2 separate regions of the Triticum aestivum genome follow, and region 2 is linked to region 1. Evidence: chromatin contacts called from public Hi-C data. All regions are on one chromosome and are shown on one strand. Each heading gives the region's core, a stretch centred on a gene start, on an enhancer-like site or on the middle of the called end of the contact. The rest is flanking DNA. Distances are from core to core; before and after follow the strand shown. Region 1 holds the start of LOC123188101. Region 2 holds the start of LOC123188104 (succinate--CoA ligase [ADP-forming] subunit alpha, mitochondrial).

Region 1 (2,933 bases), core at 127-2,626:
GAGGTTAGTAGAGGCATTGTTGTAAAATTTCAGCAAAGAAAGGAAGCAAGGCATCATGATTACCAGTCAAACATGTATATGACTTGTCCAAAAACAAAAAACACATATACCTTCACAGTTGCGTGTGTGTGTGTGTGTGTCTGTGTACGGAATAATCTTCAGTAACAAAGGAAAATAAGAATAATGACGACATCTTTTTTACTGCGTCTATCCTAAATGAGAAGAAACAGATCAGTTTCGTACATAGTAAAAGTGATTTGCTAATCTAAATTGCAAAAACCTGAGGGAAGTCCGTATCCAATTCCATGATACTCTTTCTGGTCAGGTAATCCAGTATCTGCCAACTACTATTCTCTCAACCACATCCTGAACACACCGCCCTTTTACGATTTTAGAGTTTAAGCTCTAGCATCAACATATTATCCCTATTAGAAATGGATATAATCAAATGTACAATAAACACACACAAAACAGAAAATAATATGGGAACCAATCATCCGTGATTTTTTCTCGGATGAGAGAAGTTGTGTTGAGAAGAAGAAATAAGAAGTACTATGAAACGTGAAAGCCTGATATTCCATATTAGCACTGTATGAGTTTTGCATATGCAAGTCGCAGCAAAGAACAATCTGGACAAACGGGATTAGCAAAAGACCTGTGTAACAACGAAATCAATCCGAGCAGCAGTAGTCCTATGAAGCGAATCATCGAGCACCTTTCGACCCAACCTGCAATCTGAGAAAATCATTAAAATAAGCTTAGAGGTGGTAAAAATCAGTGTGGCTAATATTAGGGGCAGTACAACTTCCAGAGTAGAGGACGGTCCAGAGTGGATGACGATGGCAGCATAGACTGGTTTTTAAACGCGAATGCAGCAACAATTTTTCCGCATTTGTAGGGTAATGGAGGGCGATCTATAGAGGCCATGAATGCTGTAGTGCCTTGGGCCGTTTCAGTTTTTCACGGGCACTTGTGGCCGGCAGAGCATACGTCGTGGAGGCGAAAGGATAGCGGCGGCAATAGGGTGGTAGCGGGAAGGTCAATCAACAGGCGAGTTAATGCGCACCTGTGGCCGGGGAGCGTCGGAGGTGGCGGCGGCCATGACGGAGACTGGACGGGAGCCCTGCCCGCCGTGACAGCGGCGGAGGTGACCTGGACCAGTAAATCGGCTGAGCGGGCGATTGCTTCCGGGCCTTGATGGCGGCGGCGGGGGAGGCCGGCGAGCCTCTCCTTGGTTCTGACCGTCGGCGTGGGGAGGCGCCGGCCCGAGGAGGGCTCCTCTGGTTCTGACCGCCGGCGTGGGGAAAACTTGGGGGAAAGATGACTGCGGAAAAGCTTTTTTTTCTTTTACTTTGGTGGGTTCACGAACCCTGGTAACTGATCGCTGAGGTGGCGATCTCTGCACTGCTGAACATTGGTTGGTCCCATCCGTAAGCCGGTTGTAGAATGATGATGTGGCGATAAGTTGATGTGGATTGGCTGCATGTCAAGAGAAATAGGATAGTGAGGATGAACTATTTAGATATTATAGATTAGTCGTGTCATGGTGACACATGTACTGTGTTTGTTAGCCAGTTTATTAGTTGGTCGAGTCCCTGCATGCATATTTATACACTATACACACCGGATGGATGTGTGCACGTGATTGGATCGGTGCATGAAAATAGGATCCCAACGAGCATGTACATGTGAAAGATGTGGTGGCTGTAGTTGGCATAGTCGTACATCATTCCGGAACGGCGCCGGCGTACAACAGCCTATGGCCAGCTCCATCAACACAGGGGAGGCCCCAGTTGATGACCACCTCGTATCGGCCTTGATGTACGGATGGACGGATACGGCCGATGGCTTTGGCGCTGCCGTGCACGGGAGGTGGCAGCGGCCTCGGCGCACCGGAGGAAGATACAACCTATGGCTTGGGAGGGATTGCAGGAGGGTGGCACGGGTAATTCCAGCCTACTCTAACCCGAATCAGCGTCGTGCGCTCGTGGTACACCACCGCGGGTCCCTCGCCCGCCCCAACCCGCGATGAGGAGGAAGAGGCTATCGTAGGGACACAGAACCTGAGGCCAACTCCACCGCGTGACCCCAAACGGACATCTGTTTTGTCCGGATTCTGTCCGTTTGGGTAGCGATTTAGGGTCGTGTCCGAGCGTGTCCTGGGATGCGGTGGCCGTGCGCCCACCGCGCGGACGCATCCTTTTGCCCTATCCTGTCCGTCAGGGCCAAAAATGCCCAAATTTTCATCAAAACTAGTTTACAACCCAAATATTTGTCTGAAAATTAAAATAGTTTTACAACCCAATTAAAATTGTCTTTAATAAAATATTTTTACAACCAAATCGAAATTGTCTTGACTAAACATAAAATGGACCAATACATCTATTGGTTGTCAATGTGATCCCACACGTGCTCAACCAAGTCATTTTGAAGATTCAAATGAGAGTGCCAATCACACATCTCACAATGGAATTGAGCAAACTGTTCAAATGTGGCCGGGTCTTGGTGCAGGGGCTCAATATTTTCACCTTGATAGTCAAATCCTTGGTCGAAGATACTCTCATCACGCTCGTCCTCGACGATCATATTGTGCATGATCACACAAGCAGTCATCACCTCCCAAAACTTCCTTTCATCCCATGATAGTGCAGGGTTTCAAACGATACCCCACCGGGATTGAAGCACACCAAAAGCATGTTCCACATCATTTCTAACACTCTCTTGCATTTGGGCAAATCTCTTTCTCTTCTCACCTTGGGTTTTCGAGATTGTCTTCACAAAAGTTGACCACTGAGGATATATACCATCTGCTAGATAGTATCCCTTGTTGTAATGGTGGCCGTTGATCTCAAAGTTAACAGGTGGGGAGTGGCCTTCTGCAAGCCTCGCGAAGACTGGAGAACGCTGCAGCACGTTGATATCATTGTGAGAAC
Region 2 (2,933 bases), core at 350-2,849, 200 kb before region 1:
ACCCGTTCAATGTGTGCCTATCTGCATATAGCTAGCTACATATCCATATGTATTTAGTGACACTGATCAAGTTATAGCCAAAGGAAACACAAATGGCATCACAAAAATTATTATGCTCAGATACACAGCAAACAATGTGCTTAGTGATGTACATAATTGTTAAAAATACCATACCATGTCATGCTGAGGTATCCCTTCAGTAATGCAGACAACAAGGTCAAGCTCTGCTTCCAATGCCTCCATTATTGCAGCGGCAGCAAATGGTGGTGGAACATATATAACAGATGCATTGGCCTTTGTCTCGGCCTTAGCTTCTGCTACCGAGTTGAAAACTGGAAGGCCTAGGTGCTCAGTTCCACCTTTCTTGGGAGTAACTCCACCTACCTGTTCAATGCAAAGTACTTAAGTTAAAAGGGCATCATTTGATGAAAACCATAGAAGAGACATAATAATTAGTTGAAGATGATTATATTTTAAAAATCAAGCTACATATCTATATATCTTAAGGCTTAAGAGAAGTCCAAACAACCTTACAGAAACATGCCAGTGCCTTGATTTGATGGTACAAAGGTATCTTTGCAGATGCATTCATAAGACAACTAATAATTAGCATGTAGTGTCAGTATGTCACTGTTACAACCAGTATGCGACAGTTAACTGTGAGCTCCTGGTCAAGGATGTAGTAATGGGATTAGAACCTGCAACCTGCCCAGGTGAGGCTCTCGGAATGCATACATAATTCTCACCATCCACATGACAGTTTTTTTTTCCTCGTACGCACCAGCATTTTCCTCGTACGCCCTGCCCGAATTGCTACCAATAATATCAAAAGTAAAATATGACTCGATGTCTCCACCCCGCTTATTGAAGAATTCTAGCATTACAATACATAACATTTAGTTCGGTTCGATTTTCCATAGCAGCTTGAAAATACAGGGCGTGCATCATGGAAATTGTTCCTCAAACTCTTTTTAAGTTTAGATCGAGCAGGCCCTAGATTTACAAAACATATGGGAACCCATAAAAACCGTGTTCTCCATGTTTTGCTGTCTGATGAGTCATAATAAAATACCGAAGTCCTGGCTGCAAACTGAAGAATGCCCCTGGAACAACACATCGATAAGAGACGAAACCCTAAAAGGCGGAAAATGGAGATCGACAGCCGCCCACCCACGAGATCGTGCATTGTCGACTGTATCTCTCAATCTCAAACCCTAGAACCGCACTAGAGAGGAGGAAATGAACGGATCGAGCAATACATCGAGGAGGGAGGCCGCGCGGGGGACATACCATGTTGGTGCCGTACTCGATGGCCTGCTCGGTGTGGAAGGTGCCGTTCTTTCCGGTGATGCCCTGGCAGATCACGCGGGTGCTCTTGTCGACGAAGACCGCCGGAGAGGGCGCGGCGGCGGCGGCCGCGTAGGCACGCGAATGGAGGAGGCGGGAGGCGGCGGAGCCCAGCATCTGGGACGCGCGGCGGGAGGAGGCGGCCATGGCGATGTGCTTGGCCTGGCGGCGGCGCGTGCTCCTCTCTTTCCTCTCTCCTCTCGATTCGATTTCGTTTGGGGCTCGGTCTACTTTCCTCAGTTTTCTGGGGCCTCGCGATCCATTCTTGCAGGAGAAGTTGGGGGGTCAAACTTCGGCCTGGGCCCCTGCGTTTGTCGCTATTTCCGGAAGCTAACACATGGATGACTATTTCCAAAGCATGCGGGAAAGCGGCTTTGGTCAATACGTTTTACGGTTGATAGAGGCGAACGGCGGAATGGCCTAGGGCATCTCCGGCTTCTTTCGTCAGAACGGACACCCCAAGTATTCCATACATGTTCGGACATGTCCGTGGATAAGGATAGAGGCCACAGCCGTCCAACCATATCCTATATACTTAAGAAGTTCACCTCACTATCTAACTAGTAAGCTTGCACGTGCAACGCACGTCTCTGCTAATGCTCTTTTAAAAGATACATCCACTCCCAATCATATACACCTTGTGTGCATGTCTCATACTACCTTATACTTATAGTTGTTGATGGTAATATAAGATGACACACAAAAGAAACAGCGAAGGTAACATTCATCATATAGACCTGAAACCATGTTTTCAGGCCCTTACATCTAGCAAGAGATAGGTTCAAAGTTGTTGAACCTCATTTTTTCATAACTTATCTCCATATAAATAGAGACCATTGATGGTGCTTTCAAAAACTCTGAACATTTTGGTTTATCACAAACTACATAAAATAGATATGTGTGAACACCATGTATTTTGGAATCAATGTTGCAACTTGCAAATTATACTTTTTCTCCCCGAGAGAATTTACAAAGGTATGCATCAATGTTTGATTCTGCAATGTCAGATGCCAAGAAAGCACTCATACATTTTCAAGGCAATATTATTTCAAATCAAATGTCATGCACATTGCCTACCTTCTTTTACCCTGGAGATGAATTCATCCAGATAATCTTGTAGACCATCCATAACATTGTTTTGCTTGCAATTCCATTATGTACAAGTACAACACCATTCAACAGGGTGCACATGCACAGAAAAAGAAGTAAAAGAGACAAGTTGGGAGTTGTACATTACTAACTAAAAATGATCTTTTATCCATTTTCTTAAAAGATTCAATTATTGTTGATTCTTCTTGGTAAGTAAAAGTAAGTAGGAAGACAAGATTTTGGTGAAAGGTTTTCTTTCTTGTTCTCTCTCCCTGTGAACTGTAGGAGTGATAAAAATGGTTTCTTTTCCTTTAAGCGGTAAAATTTTAATTGAGCACACAAGCGAAAATATTTTAATTTAGAACATATAAATAATGATACTGTTTGCTTTGGGCAAAAAGATTGTGAAGTATTGGTTGAGCCAAGGTATGTATTTCATTTCAATGGTTCCATGAATGATAGAAGCAAAAATCTCTCATTAATTGATGGTCGGACTT

Evidence for each region. Hi-C and Micro-C count contacts between places; a contact is called where the count stands out from the background.
Region 2: a contact with region 1 is called in a Hi-C map of leaf, with 4 times the contacts expected there. The contact joins the promoter of LOC123188104 here to the promoter of LOC123188101 in region 1. A contact is called at or near these places in 2 of 5 Hi-C or Micro-C datasets (both in leaf).

What each region holds. Positions count from the first base shown.
Region 1 is chr2A:153,492,026-153,494,958 of IWGSC CS RefSeq v2.1, reverse strand. LOC123188101 reads right to left here and starts at 1,376. Exons shown (of 5, transcript XM_044600140.1): 1 at 1,067-1,376; 2 at 656-735. The coding sequence starts at 1,102.
Region 2 is chr2A:153,690,963-153,693,895 of IWGSC CS RefSeq v2.1, reverse strand. It overlaps LOC123188104 (succinate--CoA ligase [ADP-forming] subunit alpha, mitochondrial), which reads right to left and starts at 1,599. Exons shown (of 7, transcript XM_044600142.1): 1 at 1,291-1,599; 2 at 175-384. The coding sequence starts at 1,494. It overlaps LOC123188103 (a long non-coding RNA gene), which reads right to left. Exons shown (of 3, transcript XR_006494337.1): 3 at 2,856-2,933.